3 separate regions of the Mus musculus genome follow, and regions 2 and 3 are each linked to region 1. A link is a contact called in public Hi-C and promoter capture Hi-C data. All regions are on one chromosome and are shown on one strand. The core of a region is the stretch at or near the end of the contact, and the rest is flanking DNA. Distances in the headings are between cores, read along the strand shown. Region 1 holds the start of Nelfa (negative elongation factor complex member A, Whsc2). Region 2 holds the start of Acox3 (acyl-Coenzyme A oxidase 3, pristanoyl). Region 3 holds the start of Rgs12 (regulator of G-protein signaling 12).

Region 1 (4,520 bases), core at 808-3,307:
AAGGGACAGTAAGTAGCTTGGCTGGTTATCAGCAAGACACACAAATGACTCAAAAAAAAAAAAAAAAAAAAAAAAGAAGGCAGGAGCAGCAGGGCGGAAAAGCTAACCATTTGCAGGTGGTGCTGGACCATCACAGCCACCTGTAAAACTGAACTCAGCTTCACACTGAGAAACAGACAGACAGACAGACAGACACATGGAGACCACAGGCACCTCACCTCAAAAATGGAGTACTTCCTGAACAAGGCCATTCAGAAAGCTAAGCCATAGCTGGGAACTAGGACAGTGGTGAGCACCAATTAAAGAGTATTCCTCCAAAGCAACAAGTCAGGAAAAGAAAAGACAATCCGGGTCAAAATGGGTAACTCACACACAAAAAGAAAGCTAAGCAGCAGAACAAGCAAATAGTACAAAGTTCAACCAAACAATCCTACTAATATCTAAATACCTGACCTACTTGTTTTAGTGAGTATAATTCAATAAAACCATTTTGAAAGGCCACCTGGTATAATCCTACTGTCACCTCCAATGTTACTTCTAGAGTTCACATGAACATGTATTGTATCAGTCACAACAGAACAAACATGAAACAGAAAAACACAAACACACACACACACACACACAAAATGAATGAGAAAAACCAGCCACAACCTAATCGTCCATTTGCTGTCTGCTTGAAGAATGGAACCCCATAATTCGGAGTAAATCAAACTGTCTGCAACAACTTGGATGAATCTGTCCAGGTGTTTACCAACAGAAGACACACCCACACCACACGGAAAATGAATATAACGTGGAAACCTGTTGCCGTATTAAATTCAAATGAGGCAAACCCCAAATACTCGTGTGTGCTAGGAATGCACACACGATTGATAACCCTGCCAAAATAAAACCAAAAAAAAAAAAAAAAAGCCTCCTGCAGGAAAGAGGAATGGAGGTGCTTTGGAGGGACCAGCCTTGTTTTCATGTGTGGAGATAACAGGAGTCATTTAGCTAGCTCTCAGTATTTTTTAAACCGAATAAATATGCAGTTTTGTGTATATGGTATAGTGCAGCAATAAAAATTAATGATATAAAAATAATACAATAACTGGAAATGTTTAAAAACTAAGGTAACTCGGTGTTTTTAGCTGCTATCAGATGTAGTGGCCCAGACCTCCAGAGATTGAGACTGGAGGATACCAAGTATGAGATCAACCTGGGCTACACAGTGAAACTATACATATATTATTTGCGTATGTATTTGCAAAGCATAGTATAAGTTAGAGAGATGCAATGTGGAACAAGAGTACACTGAAAAGAAGCCACAGAATAGCCGGGCGTGGTGGCGCACGCCTTTAATCCCAGGAGGCAGAGGCAGGCGGATTTCTGAGTTCAAGGCCAGCCTGGTCTACAATGTGAGTTCCAGGACAGCCAGAGCTATACAGAGAAACCCTGTCTCAAAAAACAAAAACAAAACAAAACGCCACAGAATAGAGATGAACGCAAGCCGACTGATATTTGGTAAGGCAAAAGCAACAAAATTAAGGTCAGCAGTCACATGGAAAGTTGCACTAACAGCCCCGAACCAAGAGTAGCTTCGGAGCTGAAGCATCCAGCACTGCGGAAGGGGCGGGCCTGGCTGTTGTGGCCATGGCCCCACGACCCCCGAACGCGACAGCGCCCAGCGGCTGGAAGTACTAAGGTGTAGGGGCTAACGGCGCCAAAACGGAGCTGCGCGCGGCCGGCGGGAGAAGGGCAAGGTGCGGCGCCGGAGCCGGCGGGAGGCAGGAGCGGTGCTCCGGCCGGAGAGAGGCTGGCCCGCGTCCTCACCTCGTCCACGGTGCGGCGCGGGAGATGCAGCGTCCCGAGCAGTAGCTTGAGCTTCACGGCCGAGGAGAGGCGGTGGAAGCAGAGGCGGATGTTATCGATGACCGCGGCGGTGAGCAGGGACGCGATGCTGGGTGGCGCCCACAGCTCGTCCGTGGCGCCCAGCTTGTTGTGCAGCCACAGGCCGGTGTCACTCTCCCTCATGGAAGCCATCTTGGCGGCGGCAGCGCGCGTCGGCCGGCATCTTACGCGGACGCCTACGTGTCCCCGGCGAGGACCCCCAACATGGCGGCACCCGTTGGCGCGGGGCGGGGTCTCGAGTGCAACTGCAAATGGCCCCGCCTTCTGGAGGCTTCGAGCCGAGGCGCAAGAACAGGGAGTGGGCGGTGAGTCTCCGCGAAAAGAACTCTGGGTTTCCGTAACGCATGATGGCGGCACCTACTAGGGCGCCGGGCAATGCCGTAGCCATTTGAGTCGCATCCGTGTGTCGTCGAGATGTTCCGCTCAGAGTACCGCAGTGAGGCGCAACAGTTTGGTTTCCCGGTGTGCGGCTCATTGGAAGGAGTCCGGAGAGCGCGCTGGGCTCGTTCTCCACAGACAGTCTTGAATGGCCCTTGCCCGTCCTGCATACAGTGCTGCCTCAGGTCCGCATACAGGTCCGTTCCGTGTCGGGGATGTCACTAGGCCATTTCCCATGGTTATGTGGTCGCGATGGCTGTGGTTAATCATCAGGGCAATTGCAAAGTAGTTCAGAGTACGGTCTTTCAAAGGCTGATCCTCCACAGCTGCTGAGAAGCCTAAATTCACCCTGTAGTGTCTCTCTTTATCAGAACTTGACAGTGTAGTTCTGTCCATCCTTCGAACTCACTCTGTAGACCAAGCTGGCCTCAAATTCCGAGATCCACTTACCTCTGCCTCCCAAGTACTGGGATTAAAGCCCTAGGCCACTCACAAGGCAGTGTCAGCAAAAGTGGCAGTAGGGCACGACTCTGGTCACAGATATTTAGGAGATTGAAAAGGATCGGTTGGGCCGAGGAGGTAGAGGCCATCCTGTGCAAAATAGTGAAACGAATCTCTTAAAACACTAAGTATCCTGGGAGTGGTGGTTCATGTCTGTAATTCCTGGAATTTGAGCTCAGATAGGAGGGTTTGAGTCCATTTTGAGCCACAGAATGAAAATATATAACTAAATGTAAATTGTTTTCTCCTAATTGAAATATTTCATGAAGAGGGGAGAGCAGCTCTTAAGACTTAGCATGGTAATTAAATGTACAAGCCTGAGGAAACTTGGAAAGGCATAAGACTCACTAGGCCACTTCCCATGGTTATATTAACAACTATTGACAGAAGAGACTGTGGAATTGCCTGATTCAAGGGACTGGGAGCCTCAGGTATCCAGCATTTGGTGACAGCTGTAGTGGAGTGGTCTTTCCTGACACTTTAAGTTACTCAGACTTGCCTGGTGGTGGTGGCACACACCTTTAATCCCAGCACTTGGGATGAAGAGGTAGGTGGATTTCTGAGTTCGAGGCCAGCCGGGTCTACAGAGTGAATTCCAGGACATCCAGGGCTACACAGAGAAACCCTGTCTTGGAAAAAAAAAATGTTGCTCATCCTTGAAGTAGGTTTTTGCTACTTTGTGGGTTCTTTTTCCCACCCTTCATCCTCCCATCCATTTCACCCTCTATCATTAGATAGAGAAGGAAGGATAGAGGAGGAGGAGAGAGAGAGAGATCCCTGAATCTAGTTTCTTCTTTGAGCACCGCTACTAACAAACCACAATCCCCTCCCCCTGCTCCCAATGGCTAACAATCACCAACTCCACTTATCAGGGCTCTAGCATTTATATACCCTCTGAAAAATTCCCAGAATTTCAAATGCCACACAAACACAGAAACTATCTGCAGCTGGCAAAACCATGGCTCTGCTAATCAGTCAGCTGCTACAAAGCAGCCCCATATCCCCACACTTAATATTAAGACAAAAACATAATATTTCTGTGTTTTTTAAAGAAAGCAAAATATCAGAATTCTGAAAATTGCCACTACACATAATTGCCAGGTGTGGTGGTACACATCTTTAATCCTAGCACTCAGGAGGCAGAGTCAGTAAGGTTTGAGGCAAGACAGGTCTACAGAAAAAGTCCCAGGACAGCCAAGGCTACATGAAGGAAGCCTGTCTACAAAAATGAAGTGGAAACTTGAGGGTTCTTTGGAAATTCAGTTATGCTGGATGGTGTTTTGCTGGGGTATACATCTGAAGGAGTGTTTTCCTGAAGTGGACACGGGTGAAAGATTAAGGCAGACTCATGAAGGAACATTTGGCTGAAGCAGACACTGGAGAAAGGGTGTTCTGCTAAGGCAAGCATGTGAAAGGACACGTGATGAGGATTCTTTGATAACAAAATCCATGTGTTGATCTGCATTTGTTGGATTCCATAGACAGAAATGCACCAAAAAAATGTCAAGTGATATGCTGCAGTTTCTTGCTGCTTCAGTGGACTTGGGCTGATTGGCAGAGTGATGTCAGCTGAGACAGATGAATATGCTAAGGCAAGGCATATGCCAGCCACGTGATGTTTGGAGGATATAAATAGGCCTGGACCGACAGTTATAGGGCATGGTGGGGGGTGGAGCTTGGCTTATAAAGCTGGCTGTTTTGTGGTCTCGTGTCTTCAGTGATCTTCACTTCCCTATGAGAGGCACAGCCAA
Region 2 (4,520 bases), core at 857-3,356, 1.6 Mb after region 1:
CGCTGGAAGGGAGGGGTCTGGACCACGCTCTCTAAGTGTCCTCTACATGCTTAGCTACTGAGACACGACACTTATCCTCCATGGAACTGCCAGTCAATGGTTCTCTTCCCACCCATCCGGCTCCATGGCCACAGCCATTGTCTTGGGGCCCCAGCTCACCAGTACCTCTGACCCTTCCTCCTGCCCTCACAACTGCTTGACAATGTCTCCTCTAGTCCTTACTCCTGGAAGGAGATGGAATGAGAATCAAATGGAGTTAATTTATGTCAACAAACTCCCAACAAAACAGAGTCAGGAGACCTGGGCATGAATCTAGGTAATGTTTGCCTCTTAACAAAATCACAGCACGGCACAAATATCCTTCCCCAAGGACGCTGACCCAACAACTGCTACCAGCCTCAGAGGGACACCACCCATTTTGTCTGTCCTTGGGGGTAAGAACCCACTTTCCCAAAGAGCCCATAGAACAATCCTTATACCCCTGTTCTGCTCCTATGCCTATGAGCCATCACATAGCCCAGATAACAATGCCATTGTTGCTGAGGAAAACCTTAATTTTAGGGAGTCAATCTCCCCACAGTTCATCTAAACTGATAATTCCCAAGGAAGCAATGTTTTCCTCATGTTAACACAGGAATCTGACTTATTAGCTGTGCTTGGACAGAACTTGTGAGATACATATGAATTCTGTAGTGAGTGAATTCTGTAATGAGGAAACCTTGTTTCTCTCTGGCTTTGGAAAAACAATAGCATGCATGCTTGCAGGCCATTCTGAGCAGCCCTGTGAACTCAAGGACTCCTTGCAATGACAGAGTTCAGGTTGTAAATGCCGGTGGAGACTGACTGCCCATTCAGACTCTTCAGAAAGGCAGAAGACAATCTTACCAGCTGTTCAGGCACTATGAAGGTGACTGGGTAGGAGTGCTTCTCTGTTTCCGGAAACTTCTAGGCTAGACTAGAGCAAGGCATCCAGGGTTGGTGGCTGCTGTCTTCTGCCTTTGCTGCCAGGTTCCCCTGCTTGGTGGTGGGAGGCCCTGTGACAACTGCACCCCAGGTGAGAAGGATGCATTTGTTCTTGGTTTATCTGAGTTTATTTGGTGACTGTTTATGGTGGGAGCAATCATATTCCTTAGGCTGCCCTCCCTTCAGTCATTTCCCTTTGCTATTATTATTATTAATAATTATTAGTACTATTATTAGTAATAATAATAATAATTGTATAGTGTGTGCAGGCACTAATGTACCAGGGAATGTTCCTGGAGATTGAAGGACCTCTTTCTGGAGTCAGTCCTCTCCATTATGAGTTCATGACCCATGTGCAGGACTCCCTACTTTCCAATAGGAAAGCCCCACTGACACCTGTGACTGCAAGTGTGTTCTGAGTCAGAGCCATAAATGCAGTAATTGCTGCGGACAAAGTAGTTATGCAGTAAGGCAAGCAGCTCCCAGCCTTAGCTGGCAGCGGCAGAGTCCACTTGTGTCTGATCCCAATGCCTTAAGTCTGTCTCTGAAACGGAATTCAGCATCTTTCTCTGGCCCTAACTCCATTATCCATCATTTTAGTCCTTTTCAAAGGTATCAGCTGTACCCATGCAGGCACACATTTCCTCTCAGCTGTACCACAATGATGAAAGTCCTGGCTGGACAAGCAGATATTTGCTCAGAAACTCCTAGCCAGGGGTGCGCTGAGCAGTTCTGTAGTGACTTTGGGAATCTGCCAACTCGAGCACTATTTAGGAGTGCCTAGCAAGGAAGCCATCTGGAAAATTAGGAGCAATTCTGAGTAAAGTGCATCTTAATGGATCCGCGGTCCAACTCTCCTGGAAGTGCTCCCAGAGCCACGAGAGGCCTGGACCTAAACACGACAGCTCTGACCGAAGGCGGTTTCTGAATAAGCCCGAAGCATCTAACCCGGGAGAAGGCAACCGGAATGAAATCCTTTAAACTCTAAACCCGGAACCGCATTTGAGCTGAGCTCTCGGAAGCGTCCGCGTTTCCCTGGCGACGGGGCGGCTCAGAATGATGACGCAAGGCTTCAGCCGGCAGCAACCCCAGTCAAGGGAGGGATGATGTCCGGGATGGGGCGGGGTGGGGCGGGGCGGCACCACCAGCTTGCTCCGCCCTCAGAAGTCAGGATATTCCTGATAAATAGTGTCCTCCAGACGCCGGGTTGACTAGGACCACGAATCCCAAGCTGGATCCGGGAGGTGAGGACGTGCCGGGCCCGGGAGATTCCAGACAGGAAGGGTTTGCAGGAGCTCAGGCTGGGGTGACTGCTGGCGTTTGCACTCTGCCTGACATCATACTCGCTAGCGGGAGAACGAACTGACCGCAGCTTTTTACAATCTGCTCGGCGGCCGGGAGGTATCCCAAGACAGAACAAAGTTAGCTTGTAAGTTGAATTTGTAGTGTCTGAGGACTGCTCCCTACTGTGCCCGGGCAGGACACTATTTATACTTCTCAAGTGCATTGTGGACTTAGCGAATTCTTAAGGAAGTGCGCTACCGCTGATCTACACCTGAAACCTTAGTTCTCCGTTTGAGTCTCAGTTGATCCGGCTGCCCTCGAACGCTATCCTCCTGACTCAGTCTTGGCATCATGGGTCAGTCCATTATGCCAACATAACACTGACTCTTAAAAGCGGGACCTAGAAGAGGAACAGAAACAAGGTCAGGTCATCTGCTACTTTGTTGTAAGACTGAAGCAGGAAGGAAATCCTTACCGTAAGGTCAGGTGGTACCAATCTCCCAGGTGTCCTGAAAGTTTCAGTCTGATAACACAATGTGTGATGTTAATGACTCTATGTTGGTTGGGTCTGGTCTGTAGGGGACATCCATATAGGACTTCAGACCAAAACTAGGGCCTCATAATTTTTTATTTTGAATAGACTAAAGGACTGGAGGAAAGTTGTGTCAGAACAGTGATAATGAAACTGTCATTTACCTCAGGAACATCACAAGTGCCTGATTTGAGTCCCAGGAACGTGGCAGACACTGCCCCGTGTGCAGAGTTATCGTTGCTTCTGAGAAACGGGGACAAAGCAGGTCGGTAAGTTCACAGAATTGGTAAACTGTATTATTGAGGCAGCTTGGCTCTGTGGGCTTTGTTTGTTTGATCTGCACCAGTGTGGCTGTGTTGGTAGCCTCATGTGGCTTGGGATCTTTGGGATCTAGACCAAAGCACCTTGCTCCTTTGCCATCGATGTTTTTAATTAAGAAGAAATTCACTTTCTCATTACCTATGAATCTGTGCCAGGGCAGGTGATTTTTGAGTATGAGAACTTTGTCCTCTCCACAGTTGTCACAAAAATGGTTCCTTCTCATTGAACTATTGTGGCATGCTAATTAAGAAGTGAGTGACCACTTGGGAGGCAGAGGCAGGTGGATTTCTGAGTTTGAGGCCAGCCTGGTCTACAAAGTGAGTTCTAAGACAGCCAGGGCTATACAGAGAAACCCTGTCTCAGGAAAAAAAAAAAAAAAAAAAAAAGAAGAAGAAGAAGAAGTGAGAGTGAGTGACAACATGCTCAAAGGTTCCTTTTTTACTCAGAGTCTCATGTAGCTCAAACTGCCTGTAATGTCTGATCCTCCTGCCTCTGCCTCAGAAGTATTTTGATTATGGTGTACATAGTGCCTGGTATGGGAGATATACATATACATATGTGTATACATATCCATGCATGACGTATATTTATATCATACATTTATTTTATGTGTTCACCTACGTGCATGTATATGACTCTATGGGTACAATACCCACAGAGGCCAGGAAAGGGTGGCATCCTTTAGTTGTGAGCTGTTATGTGGGGGGCTCGGAACCAAACCTAGGTCTTCTCCTAGAGCAGCCAGTGATCTTAACCACTGAGCCATCTCTCCAGCCCCCATAAATATGTTTGTTTTTTTAAAAAATGTGGGTGCACTAGTTACTATTCTTGTTGCTGTTACAAAACACTTGACAGAAGTTACTTAAGAAAGCTTTGTTTTAGCTCGCTGTGTGCACATGTGTGTGTATTTATGTGTGTATGTATGTGTGTGCATGTGCCTGTGTGTGTACCTCTCTGGGTATGTACAGCCAGAGGACATCTATCTGAATCAGCCCTCTCCTACCATACATGTAGATCAAATTCCATACATTAGCCTTGATGGCTAGCATTTATACCTACTGGTCTGTGTTGCACCCACACCCCCTTATACTTTTTAAAATTCTGTTTTATTCATTTATCCCCTGGGCAGAGGCTCACTCGTGTCATAGCATACGTGGTGGCTGGGGAGGTCATAGAACAAACTGGGAGAGTCGGTTCTCTCCTGCCATCATGTGGGGCCCCTGGAATTGAACTCAGGTCTCCGGGCTTGGCAGCAAGTGCCTTTATGGCTGAGCCATCTAGCCAGCCTCCCACCCTCTTTTTAAAACTTTACTTTGGAACTCCAGCCTATGGGATGATGTTCTCATGGTTAGCTTGGGTCTTCCCTCAGTTAAAGCTTTCTGGAAATTACCTCAGCTACACACAGAGATAAGTTTTCCTT
Region 3 (4,520 bases), core at 511-3,010, 1.0 Mb after region 1:
AGGTCCTCTGCCTTCTCCCTACCTCCCTTTTTGTACGCTGGGATAGCTTATTGACATTAGGTCCTTTATAGTTGAGGTTCCACAAGGGCACAGAGGGTCAGGGTGACAGGCAACAAGAGGACTGTCAGCATCTCTAGGGCTGGAAGTAAGATAAGAGTGGTCATGGGATAGGGGAGAAAGCAGAAAGAGCAGTGACCCACACAAAACGACAACGCTGTGCTACCTAGCAGGGTTGACTGCTGGCTGTAGAATGGATCAGCAATGAATGTTTAAAGGGGGAAAAGACAGGAGAGGAAGAAGCAGGGCCAAGAAAGTAAGCAGAGAGATTTTGAGCTTGAAGGAGGTCATTGAGGCCAGGCTGAGAGAAGAGGTGTGAGGGGGTACCACATGCATAGAAATAGGGCTCTGTTACTCCATTGGCCTCAGTGTCACAGGGCTTCCTACTCAAGACACATTGACAGTCAATACATCTACCTATGCAGTGAAACGAAGCTGCACACTGACAAGAACACAGGGTTTACTGTCCTGGAAACACTGGAGGGACTACCAGTCGTGACTTACATTTCCTGAATTTAGGGAGGAAGTGAGTGTTAAAGGTTACAGCTATGGGGTTTTTATGATGATTTAATCTCAAGACCAAGAAGCTTGAACCAGGCTGGGGCTGGTGTTTGAGAAAAAGAGGGCCTAGGCAGTGAATTCCTGGTCTAAACTTTTTAAGTAAAATGCCCAGTTTCCTGTTTTCTGAAAGTACTTTAGCTAGTTTCTAACTGGGAATGAAACTTCTGAAGACGCTGTGGCTGCTCGGAAGTCAATGTGGGAAGGGAAGGGGAATTCTGCCCTTGACGTCTTTCACCAAAGAAAGGTCTCCTTGAGGTAGACAAGGTCCAATGTTCTGAAAAGGTTGGGCGTAGGAACTATAAAACCAGTTTGTGCAACTATTGTATCATAGCCTGAGTGGTGCTTGGGACAGGATTGATGTATTTCTCTCCATCTCAAATGCACGCCCTCAGGTAGATGACCCCTCTCCTGGCAGGTGGGAAACTTTCCTCACAAATGCATCGTGTCTCAGAGCTGCCCCTTGAAGGAGGACGAAGTGGTCTCTCTCTGCACGTGAAGAAGATCACACATCCCAGCTCTCTGCAACCATTCAAAAAAGAAACCCATCTGGCTTTTGCGATTTAGTAGGGTAGCTCAACCCCTCAGCTGGACCAAGGCGGAAGTCCCGCCCCGGCCTCCATGCTCCGCCCCGCCTCCGTCTAGCCTTAAGCCCTGGATGTTGAGCTTTCCGTTAGGTCTTCAGTCCCAGGCAAGTCCCTACTTCTTGAGCGCTTCTGTGCTAGGAGTCCGATCCCGCCTGACCCCGAGCCACTGTCCAGTAGGGCGGACTTTGCTCTCCAGGAGCCCGGCCCCCAGAAGCCGGATCCCGTTGGTCCCTGACTCCAGCTGTCCAACGACCTGATCTATCCCCTCATCCAGCTCCGTCCCCCAAAACCTGACTCCACCAAAATCCTAAACTTGGTGAATCTCGAATGAGCCCCACCAAGAGCCCAAATCACACCCTCCAAAAGCGGCTGAACTCCCCACCCTTCCAGGAGCCACACCCCCAGAAGCAGGACCCGCGGGGTCAGAGTCCCGAAGCGCACAACGGCCTGACCCGCCCCTCACGGGTCCCGCCCCCAGAGCCCCGCCCCCTAGGCCCTGGGCCCCACCCCCAGGAGTCGGAGCTCCTCTCTCAGGGGCCGGACCCTGCCCCTCCCGGAGCCCCGCCCCCGGCCCGGCGACGGCGGTGACCGTTGATGCTTTCGGCGGGCGCCCGGCGGGAGCAAGCGGCGGCCCGGTAGGTGAGCGGAGCCGGCGCGCCTCCTCGCGCGTCTTTCTTCTCTGGCGCGCGCCCCCGCCCGGCCCGGCCTTGTCCTCCTGCGGCCGTGGGGCCGAGCTCGGGCACCGCCCGCGCCTTCTTTGTTCGCGCGGGACTCCGGGAACTTGCCCGCGCGGGCTGCGGCCGGGGTCCCGCGCAGGCCGGATGTGCGGGTTCCGCAGGGCTGCAGCCCACCGGACTCGGGCGGGATCTGACCCGGCTCAGAAGCCGGCCCGGCTGGCCATGAGGGGACTTTAATGTCCAACTCAGCCCGCGGTCTCATTGTTTGGGCAGAGACCGTATCCAAGGACCCGAACTGAGGAAATGTAGGGCAAGAACGCAGGGCAGCCCACAGCGAGCGAGCATCGAGAATAGCTGGAGGGGTTAGAGCTGGGAAGTGTAGACAAGGGGGTTCAGAGTGTAGATAGAGGGGCCCCAAACCTGTGGACTGTGTGTGTGTGTGTGCGCAGAATTGTAGAGTGTAATAAGGGCTCAGCTGTGAAGTGTAGATGAAGGGGTGGTGTGTAGCTAGGGCCCAACCCCTGGAGTGTAAACAGAGGGGCTTTGACCAATAGAATACAAATGGAGGGGCCCAGGTTCCTGAAAAGGCCTCAGATGGAGTGTAGATGGAGGTCGCCCTGGTGAGGAAGCCTTGAGCCTACATCAAGCAACTGGTGTGTGGGAGAGGGGAGAGAAGCAAAATCAATTGTGAATCAAGGGCCTGCTTACATTCTAAAAGTTTCTGAAGAAAGCACAGTTGTCAGCAGGACAATTTCTCCAGAAAAACTGGGATAAAAATGTTACATCTTTTTATTTGGGGGGGGGGGGCTGGATGACAAGTACCAAGTACTCAGGCTGGCAGGATCTGGACTTCAGGCACACTGCTGGGATAGAGAAAGTCACGGGGTAGAGGGAATGGCTTAGGTAAGACTCTGGAGTAGGATGGATCTTTAAAGGATGCAAGGCCATTTCTGTGAAGTTTCTTGGAACCTACCTCAGTGGGACAAAGGAGGAGGGTTGCTTCTGACAGGAAAGATGAAAGGCTGGAGAGCTGGCAAAGGAGATCAGCAAATACCGGAGCTGAGGAAAGGCCCTCAGACTTGGGGTGGCCTGTGTGTTGCCAGTCTTGGCGCAGGAGTCAGAAGGCAGGGTTTATACTGAGTAGACCAAATTGCAGTGCATCGTGGAGTTGCCAGCTTGTGACATGAGGCACTTTGTGGTCATCCCCTGTGTCAAGGGCTGGCTCACTTTTTGCATTCTGTTTAGAACAACAACCTCAGAGGGTGGGAGCGTGGGTAGTCACAAAGGTGACACCGAGCCTGGTGACCTGGCTGCTGCAGTAGCTCCTGCAAGGATCCCAGAGGTAGGAGAGGTTGAGGCTGAGCCCTGTGTTTCTAATCCTGTTGTCATTTGACATCTGTATCTGAGACAGGCCCAGCATGCTGGTCCCATCTGGCTGCCTTGGTTGTGGGCTCCTTGCCTTGCTCTGGCAGCAAGTGCATGATGGTGGTTGCAGCGTCCCCACCCCCTTTTCTTTCTTTTTGTGTGTTTGCTGGAAACCCTGCAAACACTTACTAGTCAGCACTTGTTTTAGTTTCCTACAGAGCTTAAATCTAGTGGCTTAAACAGTTTGCTCTTCAAGGCTCAATGCCAGAAGTCTGCAATGGGTCTCACTGGCCGAATGTCCTTTGGGGATCAGAGAGATTCTCCTTCCCTTCTCATGTCAGATGGAGACTGGCCTCATCCCAGGGCTCAGGGCTTGGTTCCAGCATCACGTGGCCTTCTCTTCTCTCTTAAGCCTCTCTCTGCCATGATCTGTGAGGACTTTTAGGGTTGCCAGGAGATCCAAAGTCCTCAGTTTACAGCTGCAAAGCTCCTGGAATGTTTTCACCTTCTTGCTGAGGAACAGCCTGGTCCTTGCACCTTCGCCAGGGTGGGACACGTGGATCTACCCATGGGTCCTGCATACCAAAGACCACAATAGTTTGTGGCTTTACTGCCCTGTAGATGTGTTTCTAGATGCACACTCAGCTGTGAGAGGATGCAGTGTCCATCTGTCCTGTTCTCTTTAGGGAGGTGGTAGTCCCCACTCCTTTCACAATCCAGCGAGAACTACAACCTCCCGAAATCTGCTCACCCCAGCCAGCGCTCAGGAGGCTGAGTCAGGAGGGTGGAGAGTGTAGTGCCAGAGCATGGGCTGAGTGAGATCTCAGCAGCAAACACCGCTGGGCTAAGAGTATATACTGCTCTTGCAGAAGGCCTATGTTTGGTTTCTAAAACTTTACCACATTGGAAAGCTCACAACTCCCTGCAGAACTAATGCCTCCCAAGGCACTGGAATTCATGAGCATATACACACATGTACACATAAATGAGAAAACAGAATTAGAGGCAGGTGGATCTCTGAATCTCTGAGTTCAAGGTCAGCCTGGTCTACAGAACATGTTCCAGGACAGCCAGGGCTAAACAGGGGAAACCCTGTCTCAAACAACAGCAAAAATAGCACATGAAAAGCAGAATCTTAAAAAAAAAAAAAAAAAAAAAAAAAAAAGCCTCAGACTTCAAACCCATTTGCTCCTGATTTTCTGGGTCTACCATTTTAGAAGCTCCTAGTTTCTCCCATGGGGAAGTCAACCTGTTTGAGGCAGGAACTGACCTGGTT

What was found. A called contact is a pair of places that touch in the nucleus more often than the background predicts. Capture Hi-C pulls out chosen DNA fragments and counts their contacts.
Region 2: a contact with region 1 is called in a Hi-C map of CD8 T cells, with 8 times the contacts expected there. The contact joins the promoter of Acox3 here to the promoter of Nelfa in region 1.
Region 3: a contact with region 1 is called in a promoter capture Hi-C map of liver, with 4 times the contacts expected there. The contact joins the promoter of Rgs12 here to the promoter of Nelfa in region 1. A contact is called at or near these places in 1 of 39 promoter capture datasets (cranial neural crest) and 1 of 9 other capture datasets (liver).

The regions. Positions count from the first base shown.
Region 1 is chr5:33,934,214-33,938,733 of GRCm38.p6, forward strand. It overlaps Nelfa (negative elongation factor complex member A, Whsc2), which reads right to left and starts at 2,058. Exons shown (of 11, transcript NM_011914.3): 1 at 1,813-2,058. The coding sequence starts at 2,022.
Region 2 is chr5:35,580,928-35,585,447 of GRCm38.p6, forward strand. It overlaps Acox3 (acyl-Coenzyme A oxidase 3, pristanoyl), which reads left to right and starts at 2,107. Exons shown (of 19, transcript NM_030721.3): 1 at 2,107-2,207; 2 at 2,949-3,048. 4931431C16Rik (RIKEN cDNA 4931431C16 gene) reads right to left here. Exons shown (of 4, transcript NR_045807.1): 4 at 300-2,647.
Region 3 is chr5:34,947,688-34,952,207 of GRCm38.p6, forward strand. It overlaps Rgs12 (regulator of G-protein signaling 12), which reads left to right and starts at 1,761. Exons shown (of 17, transcript NM_173402.2): 1 at 1,761-1,837.